Regions from separate parts of the Capra hircus genome. Here region 1 is linked to region 2. The links are chromatin contacts, called in public Hi-C maps. All regions are on one chromosome and are shown on one strand. Each heading gives the region's core, a stretch centred on a gene start, on an enhancer-like site or on the middle of the called end of the contact. The rest is flanking DNA. Distances are from core to core; before and after follow the strand shown.

Region 1 (5,310 bases), core at 989-3,488, 120 kb before region 2:
AACTCTTCCCTCTTTTTCTGGAGAAGGGAGTGAGAGTTAAAACTGAATAAATACTGTATTTATTTGCAAAGTGCCTGGAATTTTTAAAAAATGCATTAAGGACAAAGCACAGCATTATTATAACATTCTTCCATATAGTACATAATACATATAGCCAACTGGGCAGAACCCTCTCAATTCTCCAACATACAAATTAGGTCATCAGAGATTCCACTGTCTTAAGTTTTCCAACAACTAAAACAAAGCAGGACAATTTTTTTTTTTAATCCACAAACTGTACCAACCTAGGACTTATATTGCAGTTTCAGGCTGTTTATCATTGGTGGCCAGGTGACAACATGGATATGTAGCAATCTGATCATTACTAACTAAATAATTAAAAGCCAAAATCTCTTTGTGGCAGGTTAGTACTATCATTCTTTACATTAAAATTACATTTCATCTATAAGGTAGAACTAACATTTTTTGTTTGACATACAACACAGTTCATTTATTACAGATACTAAAATTACAGTGAATTAAGTAAAAGTTGATATGAATAAATCTATACAATATACAATCTACACAATATATGGGTATGGCTGTGCATGGGTTTAGTCCATTCAAAAATCTTAAGGCAAATAGTATTTTATAATATGTCTGGGATAATCTGTTTTTTTAATCTTGAAAAAATACCATATTCAAAGTTTTAAATACTGTTTATTTTAAAAATAGAAATTACTGAAGAGAACAGAATCATTAGAGAGCCTAAATATTGTAACACATGTAACACATACTCTTTATTAAATCATATAACATTCCATTAATATATAACGTAAAAGATTAAAGCCTCTAACACATGATAATCTATAACCGTAGAGTTGTGTGTTTTTCCCATTTTTCCCCATGCACATCCTGACATAATTAATGTAAAAAGTAACATGTCCTTTTTTTCCCCTCAATAATTATCTTGAACGTATTTTGAATGTTTGTGATTAACCTTTTAATACTGTTTTATTTAGTCCTCTTAACAAAAACAGTAAAAAGCTCCTCCATAGTTTGAGAATATCTTTCTTTAATCTGAAATGTTTGAATAAAAATGATTTAAGATTTGTTTCACATTACTTTTAACTTATTTTTAAAAGTTTACTTCAGGTTTCAAAGAGTAAAATGAATCTCAAAACTTTAGAATTTGCTAAATTTAGCACATTAAAAAATACTTTAAAATACGAGTATAAGGGCTCCAAATTGGAAAATCTTTTTCTGAACAAGTTGACTACGACTATTATTGTAAGAGTTTCATTTCCAGCTCCATCTGTTCTTCTAATCACTCTAAATTCCATGTGCAGTGTCAACAGTTAAAAAAAAAAAAAACAACCCAAAGTCTTAAAAATCAATCCTTGTCTTAACACACACGCTCTTCGGAGTCGCACGCAGCGTCTGTGTGAGCCGACTCCTCCCCACTCTTGGGGAAAACCCTGCCTAATATTTATAACGTTATGACATACTGTAATACTCACAAGGTGGTTGTAGAAGTATAAACACGACTGGAGCTATCTGATTGGCTGCTGGTGATGTAACACCCATGTCAATACTTCCCACTGAACGCACGTGTTCGACCTTTTATTTAAATTTCCATTTCATCACAGCAATAAGACACTCGGGGCGGTGCATTTTCTGTGAAATGATTATCGCCCAGAGCTGCTGCATCGAATACACAATGCAGCAGACGAGGAGGTGCCCCCGGTTGTAACCTCCTCGCCCGAAAGGTACAGCCTGGTCCAGTCTTTGTGAAGGAACAAAAATAAGTTCACTTCCTCGGGCACCGTTACCCCCCGCCCCCACCCACCCCACCTCAGCAAATGACAAGGCTGGAGAGCAGCTCCCACCGTACAGTTATTTCTCAAAGTCCCAGGTGAACTCGTGGCGAGGGAAGGAAAATGTGCGTCCCGGGCGCGGGTAGGTGCGTGCGGGCAGCGGGGAGGCGGCCAGACCTGACACTCGCCAGCTGTTTGTCCTCCGCGGAGCCCGGCCCCGGCTGCACACGCCCGCCCCCTCCCCGAGACCCCCCAGCCCGCCGCCCGGCCTTTTGTCCCCCGCCCCTCGGCCGACTTCCTTCCCCCGCGGCCGCACCCCCGCCCCCAGGCCGGAGGCGCGGCCCGGCCCCTTTCCCGGTCCCCAGGCGCCCCCACCCCACCCCAGCCCAGCCCCAAGCCCAGCCCCCTCCCCCCGCCCGGCCCCCACCCTTTCCCCCTCCAGCGGTTACTGCTACCCCGGTGCATTGTGGGCGCACGGTCCGTTGTTCATTTGCCATTCGACCTCCGCCAGGGCCTGGTCGGACGGAAACGCTCCGCCGGCTTTATTGTCGGTTCGTTATGTGGCGGAGTCCGGCAGTTTAACGTGCCTCTCGCCCTCAGCGCTTCGGAAGCCGGCAGCCGCGTCGGGACTCCTCGGCGCGCCGGAGGAAGGATATCTTGTTTGGAGGGTCGGTGTGTGCGCGCGGCTTTAAAGAGGGGGCAGCGGAGGGTCTCCCCGCACTCCGCCTCTCAACTTCGAAGGCCCCACGCGCGCCGGCTCGCTGCTCACCTCTCCGCCGCCCGCCCCCCCCCTTCTCCGCGCGGGACGCTGCCCGGAGCGCCGCGGGGCGGGGGTGGAGGACGAGGAGGCGGCGGCCCGGCGGGCGGCGGCGGCGGCGGACGCGTGAGGCAGCCCCGGGGAGCGAGCGCGAGCCGGGCGGGAGGACGAGGCCGAGCCCCGCGAGACCGGAACGCCCGCGGTGGGGGCGGGAGCGAAGCGGAGGGGGAGCGGCGGGGAGCGCGCGGGACGCGGCCCGAGGCCGGGCGCGAGCCGGGGCACCGGGCGGCGGCGGCGGCGCGCGCCATGTCGTTCAGTGAAATGAACCGCAGGACGCTGGCGTTCCGAGGAGGCGGGTTGGTCACCGCCAGCGGCGGCGGCGGCTCCGCGAACAATAACGTTGGCGGGGAGGCCTCGGCTTGGCCCCAGCAGCCCCAGCCAAGACAGCCCCCGCCGCCAGCGCCGCAGCCGCTCAATGGGCGGGGGGCCGACGAGGAAGTGGAATTGGAGGGCCTGGAGCCCCAAGACCTGGAGGCCTCCGCCGGGGCTGCCGCCGCCGCCGAGGAAACCAAGGAGTTGCTGCTCCCCCAAGACGCGGGCGGCCCCACCTCGCTGGGCGGCGGTGGCGCCGGGGGCCCCCTGCTAGCGGAAAGGAACCGTCGGACTCTGGCCTTTCGAGGCGGCGGCGGCGGGGGGCTCGGCAACAATGGCAGTAGCCGCGGCCGCCCCGAGACCTCGGCGTGGCCCCTGAGGCATTTCAATGGGCGAGGGCCGGCGGCCGTGGAGCTGGAGCTGGACGCGCTGGAGGGGAAGGAGTTGATGCCGGACGGCGCGTCCCTGAGCGACAGCACCGAGGACGAAGAGGAGGGGGCGAGCCTGGGCGACGGCAGCGGGGCGGAAGGAGGCAGCTGCAGCAGCAGCAGGCGGTCGGGCGGCGATGGCGGGGACGAAGCGGAGGGCAGCGGTGTGGGAGCTGGAGAAGGAGAGACTGTCCAGCACTTCCCGCTCGCGCGGCCCAAGTCCCTAATGCAGAAGCTCCACTGCTCTTTCCAGACCTCCTGGCTCAAAGATTTTCCCTGGCTGCGCTATTCCAAGGATACTGGCCTTATGTCTTGCGGCTGGTGCCAAAAGCCCCCCGAGGACGGAGGAAGCGGGGATCTGCCCCCAGTGGGGCACGACGAGCTTTCGCGAGGGACCCGCAACTACAAGAAAACCCTCCTTCTGAGGCACCACGTCTCTACCGAGCACAAACTCCACGAAGCCAACGCCCAGGTACGATATATGTTGCTCCTGCTTTTTCAGATCTTTGGGGGAAAGGTTTATCAGCTAAAACTCACTCTACTGGGTGAAGACATCTTTCCTGTTAGGAGAGAGGTGTAGGGAATTTAGGCGTGGGGGGTTCGAAAGCCTGGGAATAAGTTTTCAAAAGTTAACCGGGGGAGTTGGGGGGAGGGGGAGGAATGACAATTTTCTAATCATAGCACTGAATTTGATTTAATTTTTTTCATGACTCAGATTTCTTTGCCCGTCAGATTGAATCAGAAGGAAAGTTTAATAAGCGAGGTTGAAGGTTTTAACCCTGTAAGGTTGGCTTTGTGGTTAGAATGTTATTAGCTGTGATTTTAGAAAAGCTGCTTTAATGTTGGTAGTCTTTTAGCGTGCTGTTGGAAGTCAAATCTGGTAACTCTTTGAAGAATGAATTAAACTCTTTCCTTAACCTTTGACGCTACCCCTTTTAGGAGAACATGCAACCGAGAAAATTCTTTTTATCATGTCGGGATAATGTGAAATATGAGAGTAGTATGTAAATATAGAGGAAGCTATTTGTATAAGACTTAGTGAATGATTATACTAAATTCATCTCCTTAAACTTTTTGTTGAACTTCTCTTTCCAAAGGTATGCTTTTGGTAAATTGTGGTAGTTTTTACTTGCTTCCTTCTCCAGATTTCTATGCTGAGATTTTCTGTAATCCCCTTTTCCAAAAAGTTTTCATTTAAATGTAGTTTACTTTAAACTTAGGATATTTGAAATGTTGACTGTAAAGTTACTTCTACCAACTAGTTGATTCGAACTGGTAGAGAATGTATTTACCAAAATCATAAGTTCTTAGTTATTAAACAGGTAAACGGTACTTCTTAAATCTTGTCTTAGTATTTCTGGATTAAAGATAGTAGTCTTATCATTTTGATAATCTCTTTCCAAGCCAAGCAGATGTTAATCAGTCCTCCTAAGACAACCTGTGGTTGTAGATGGAATTCATTCTTTTGTATCGGTAGCCAGGCATTGATTTCAGAAAGTCACCTTTCAGATACTAGTCCCTTTGTGTGTTGGAGTGATCTTGCTGTTTAGAACACTTTTAGTGGAGTTAATTAGGCACTGTCTAATAACCCTGTAGCCCAGAAATTTCTCAGTAGTTGAGACTTTAACATTAAGGCATAGGGTTGTTTTTCTCAGGGGGGTAATGGCAACAGTTTTTTTTCACAACTTTTAGTTGCCTAAGCCCTACAAGGAAGGTCATTTAAAGATGTAAGGCCCGGAAAGGTTAAGTAAATTGTCCCAAGTCTTACAGTTTTTGGTTATAAATGAGACTAGCCTTTATAAAGAATGTTGCAATGGAGGAAGGAAAAAAGGTTTTGGAATAAAATCTAGGTTCACATCTCAGCTTTCTGCAGTTACTAGCTTTATGACCAAACACAGATGTCCCTTATTTTGGCAAGTAATTATTCTGTTCCCATTTTACAGAAGAGGAGTCTAGA
Region 2 (5,788 bases), core at 2,558-5,057:
TGAAGTTCTCACGTTCTGAAAACTAAGGTTAAAATTTTGTATTCAGTTTTCATAGAAGGAGCAAAGCACACAGGTGATTTGGAACAGCTGAAGGGGTGTGCTAGCCTAAGTGTGCAGCCACAGAGACCACATAAGAGCCAGGACTACAAAGAATTAGAAAACTTTAGATGTGGATGGTATGTAAAAAGTACTCACAAAATCTGCTCTGAACTGACCTAAAGTTTTTTTTTTTTTTTACTTTACTTATCTATCCATTTGGCTGTGCTGGGTCTTAGCTGCAACATGTGGGATCTAACTAGTTCCCTGACCAGGGATTGAACCTAAGCCCCCTGCACTGGGAGCGAAGAGTCTTAGCCACTGGACTACCAGGGCAGTCCTATTAAAAAAAAATTTTTTTTTCCATTTAGTATGGTAATTTTTTTCTGCTGCAGAATTAAAAAAAATGTTTTTTATTGCAGTATACTTGATTTATAATTTGTGTTAGTTTCAGGTGGATAGCAAAGTGATTCAGTTATACATCTATATATTGTTTTTTAGATTCTTTTCTCTGATAGGTCATTACAAAATATTGAGTATGGTTCTCTTTGCTATACAGTAAGTCCTTTTTTGTTGTCTATTCTATGTACAGTGCTGTGTACATGTTAATCCCAAACTCCTAATTTATCCCTTCCCTGTCTTTCCCTTTCAGTAGCCATAAGCTTCTTTTCTGTGTCTGCTGATTATAGGCAGCTTCTCGGTTCTCCTTTCACATACATTCTAGTGCTCAGGACTTAGGAAATAGTCATTCTGGATACTTCTTAACATTTTCTCTTCCTGACCCTTAATTTTGGCTTACAACAGATGTTTCCATTATCCCAGAGTTGTGCCCCAAGATAGGATGGGAATGGAACAAGTGTCTAATAGGATGAGCACAAAAGAGCGAGGGTAACTTGCCACAGCTTGATCTTTCCCCACTTGCCTTCTTTTATGATTCTGCTTCTTGAGTCTTCATTTAGAGTTCAGTGGAAAACTCCCAAGTGAGAGGAAGAATTCTTTCCCATCCAGAACTTTTTCCCATCCAGAAATAGTAAATCACTTTCTATCTCTGTTATTAATACAACTTCGGCATCCCCGTCACACAAGCTCCCTGCCCATGCCTCCAAGGACTCTTCTTTGCACCTGGAAATTGTTACTTGCCTGAGCCTTGAAGTGTTCTTCTCCCTAATATGACCTTGTTTGTGAGTACTCTAGTAAAAGATATGTCCAGATATTAAAATATATAAAGTATATAAAATATATAAAGTATATAGAAAGTGAAAGTGAAGTCGCTCAGTCGTGTCCGACTCTTTGTGATCCCATGGACTGTAGCCTAACTGGCTCCTCCTTTCATGGGATTTTCCAGGCAAGAATACTGGAGTGGGTTGCCTTTCCTTCTCCAGCAGATCTTCCCAACCCAGGGATTGACCCTGGGTCTCCTGCATTGTAGGCCGATGCTTTATCATCTGAGCCACCAGAGAAGTCCATAAAGTATATGACACAAGTAAAATTAATTTGCATATAATATATTGAATGAGATCATGAAAATAACACATTTCCTGGCATTCTATTAAGATTCCATACCTGCATTATCAGGATGACCATGTTGTTGATGATGACAGTAGTTACGATCTAAGAGCCAGAATCTCCAGTCAGCCCTGTCATTGTCCCACATTCATTTCCCTTACTGGTGACCCTGACCTCATCTTGTACTTCTGATACTTGTTGTTTGGGTGAAAGCAAGTGAGGTTTTCCCATTTTCTTGGAACCTCAGGGATCCAGCTGAGTTCCGGCCTTTCTAGGTCTTCCTCTGGATTGTATCCTCATCCAGGGAAATGGCCTGGACAAAATCATCCCAGGATTGATGATTTGGGGCAGCACAAATTTAGAGGTAGAAAAGCCTCTCTGATTTATCCCAGAACAGTGGTTATATTCTCTCTTCATACATCGTAACACTACTTACCTCTTTTTTACTGATGGTTCATTATCATCCACATGGAACCCCAAAACATCACTTAGCCAAGGCCACCACATATCTTGCCTTGTTGTTCTTAAGAGCTCTTATCTCTGCTTATTTTTTTGTGTGTGTCATTTGTGGGTTGTCTCTCCTCCCAGAATAGTATAAGCTTTGTTTTATTTATCATCATATTGCTGGCATTAGAACTATATCTGGTACAAAATCTACTATTCAAACCCAAATTTGTTGGATAGATTAATGAAGAAACCCCACATTAGTTCATTAATTAATTAATAAGATTCACGCCACCGTCTGTGATTACCTCCTTGCTTATTTATCTTGTATCTTGTTTATTGCCTAGGTAAGTGAGAAATAAAGCTTTGTGGCAAGGGGGGGAGTGGTGTTAAGCCACTGATTTTTAGAGTTTTTCTTTTTAGGACTTACTGTAACATTAACCAAGATTATCTTGACTAACACATATATAAAGCCAGAGTTAGAAATTTGTTCTTTGGCCATGGAATTGAACAAACTTAATTGATATAAACTAGCATTTAGGCCTATGGTTTTTACCTAATGGCTTTCTTTTCTTTTTTGTTATTAGAATACTCATCCTACACTCCTGGCCTAAAAGCAAAAGATATAAACCCTGAAAATGTTCTGAATACAAATTAGATTTCTTCAGATATTTGCTGAGCTTTAAGTGAAATATTTCAGTTTAGTATGCTATCTAGATTGTTTCTATTGTAAATTCAAATTTCACCTAACCCATAGTTGTTTATAATTTCTAAATGGGAACAATTAATTCCCTTAGAGCTGGAGTAGGAAAGAAATATTTGTGCTCTTGATGGTGGGTGTGGGGGGGGGATCTTATTTTTAGGCTGACAGCTGCAGTGATGGTAAATTTGAGGAAGAGAGCGTGCTGGAGTCAAGTATTTACCTGTTTCAGATTTTCCCAAACTTTCTGGGCTCATGGTTATAGTCAGCTCAGTTATTTATTCTTAGACCAAAAATGTATAAGGATTTAGATTACTAAGTAGTTAGATCCAAAGTAATTTACTGACTGTAATTTGTGTGGCATCCTACAAGTGTTCTTGTGTTTTCCTCAAAAGTTTAAAATGTCCTGTGGGGCTCATCTGATTCACTGAGGTAACCCTGGGCTCCTCAGCACACACAGTGTGGGAATTCTAGGTCTCTGACTTGATAGGTGGAAGGATTTGAGGAGTACTACATTTGGAGAAGATCTTTTCGGAAGTTCCTAGCTCTGTGTGAGCTTCTGTTTTGTTTTGAGGAGTCTATATTTTATTTATTTAAGTAATTTTTTTTAAAGCTCTAATTCACTCAAAATTCTTCAGTTTGTGGTGGCTCAGATGGTAAAGAATCTGCCTGCAACGCAGGAGACCCCAGTTAGATCCCTGAGCTGGGAAGATCCCCTGAGAAGGGAACGGTTACCCACTCTATAATCTTGCTTGGAGAATTCCATGGACAAAGAAGCCTGGTGAGCTACAGTTCATGGGGTTGAAAAGAGTCAGACACAACTGAGAGACTAAAACACACACACACACACATACACACACACCAAGGTGGAGTAGGGTGAGGGCTGGGGGTCTGGGGGACAGGCAGTCTTGGGGACAGGGCTGGGGCGAGGCTGAGGCTGCCCCACTCCCACCCCCTCACCGCCCTCCCGTCATTCTTCTGCTCTCTCATCTCCACGTCAGCCGGCTGTTCTCCTGCAGCCACTGCGGCCTGGGCCTTTTGCTCTCCTCCTCAGCCAGCCTCTCAGACACGCTGGCATAGAGCTTCTTCTGCCCTCCAGCTGCCTGTGGATCTGCTGTGGGCACATGGCCAGCTGAACCTTGGCCGCCCTGTTGCTGGGTAGAGCTGCAGGCCCTTCTGCAAGTCAGCCCGTGCATTCGCCGGCAGGTGGGCCTCTCCCTGGTGGACAAGGCCCTTCTCATTGTTGCTATCCACTTCCTGGGCCTTCTTACTGTTTCAGTGGCAGCTGAGAAGGCCTGCAGCTTCAGATGACACACGGCCAGGTTGAGGTGGGAGGCCGGCTGAGGGCCTGCACCTTCCTGTGCGTCCTCATCAGAGAAGCTCCACTTTTCTTCCAGCCAGGACACAATCTTCTTCTTTTTAAAAAAAAAAATTTATTTATTTATTTATTTATTTATGGCTGTGCTGGGTCTTCGCTGCTGTGCTCAGGTTTCTGTAGTTGCAGGGAATGGGGGCCACTCTCTAGTTGCAGGGCACAGGCTTCTCACTGCAGTGGCCTCTCCTTGTGGTGGAGCACAGGCTCTAGGGTGCTCGGGCTTTGGCAGTTGGGGTGCACGGGCTCAGCTGCCTCATGGTATATGGGATCTTCCTGGACCAGGGATTGAACCAGTGTCCCCTGCGTTGCAAGGCAGGTTCTCAACCACAACCACCAGGGAAGTCCCAGGCCACAGTCTTCCTGCACTGCGGGACAGCTTGCTTGTACTTGCCTTCCTTGAAGCACACAGAGCCTCGATCCTTCACTACAGTCCTCTGCTCCAGCATCTCAGAACTCATCGCCCAGGACTTGTTGGCCCTCTCAAAAATTCTTGTGCTGTATTTCATACATCAGCTCAGCATTTGGCGGGATCTGGAACTTCTCCTTCCCAGCATTGCTGAAAGCATGCAGGTATTAAGATACACAATGGAATATTCTCTTTTATCCACACACTGAATGGCTTTCTCCAGCCCCCAGGGCAAGATGCACGCTCTCTCCCTCACCAGCTTCAAAGCTGAGCTCTCGTGAGTCAAAGATCTGGTCCTCGAAGTATCCTTCCAGCGCAACTTCCAGGGTGGCGCTGTCACTGGGCTTGGCACAGCCCTCCCCATCACCTCCGTATTCTCCTGAAGATCCCCCGTCTTCATCTTCATCTGTCAGGTCCTCTTCCTTGAACTCCAACAACTCCACCTCAAACACAAGTGTGGCTTTGGGAGGGACCCTGAGGGGGGCTGCCCGCTGAGCCCTAGGCATGCTCTGGCTTGCAGGTGATATGGCACACTTTGCCTGCTTTCATGGTTGCTACAGCAACATCCCGAGCCTTAATGACCTTCCCTCTCCCCAGGTCAAAGGAGAACCTGTCCTTGTGGTCCAGGCTGGAGTGGAACTTGTCACCGAGCAGCCAGCCCCTGTAGTGGACAGACACTCCCCGATCATCGGCATCTCCATGCCAGGGTCTTCTTGCTTGATGAACTTAAGCACACCCTCAACCTGCTCGGGGCTGAGGTCCACTGCCTCAAGGGGCTGCAGTGCCAACTGGTCCCTGCTCTTGGCCACCTTCATCTCCTTGGTGGTCATCACACTGTTTCTCAGGCAGTGGTCACCAGTGGCTGGCCGGGGCTTGTGCCTTCTTTATTTATTTTTAAAAATATTTATTTATTTATTTGGCTGCTCCAGGTTTTAGTTGCAGATGTGGGATCTTTCATTGCAGCATGCAGGATCTTTAGTTGGGCATGTGAACTGAAAGAGTTTGAAACCAAGGATCAAACCAGAGTCCTGTGCTTTGGGAGTACAGCGTCTTAAGCACTGGACCATCAGATAAGTCCTTACATTTCATCTTATTTATTTTAAAAAGTTTTCATTTTACGTTGGAGGATAGTTGATTAACAATGAAAAAGTGTTAGTTTTAGGTGTACAGCAAAGTGATTCAGTTTCACAGATACATGTATTTATTCAAGTTCTCTCCCCTTTCAGTTTATTACAAAATATTGAGCAGAGTTCCCTGTACTATATGAGCTTCTGTTTGTTTTTTTGGTAGAGAAATCTGAGTATCTATGGACAACGTATCC

What was found. Hi-C and Micro-C count contacts between places; a contact is called where the count stands out from the background.
Region 1: a contact with region 2 is called in a Hi-C map of blood, with 3 times the contacts expected there. The contact joins the promoter of ZBTB10 here to the enhancer-like site in region 2. A contact is called at or near these places in 2 of 5 Hi-C or Micro-C datasets (blood and liver).

Annotation. Positions count from the first base shown.
Region 1 is chr14:38,379,868-38,385,177 of ARS1.2, reverse strand. ZBTB10 (zinc finger and BTB domain-containing protein 10) reads left to right here and starts at 2,238. Exons shown (of 6, transcript XM_013969300.2): 1 at 2,238-3,825. The coding sequence starts at 2,860.
Region 2 is chr14:38,260,855-38,266,642 of ARS1.2, reverse strand. It overlaps the pseudogene LOC102183706. Among named protein-coding and RNA genes, the nearest start is that of ZBTB10, 120 kb to the left of the region's middle. Within about 2 kb of position 3,807, at least 2 of the 5 cell types and tissues checked have an H3K27ac peak or open chromatin away from gene starts, as enhancers often do.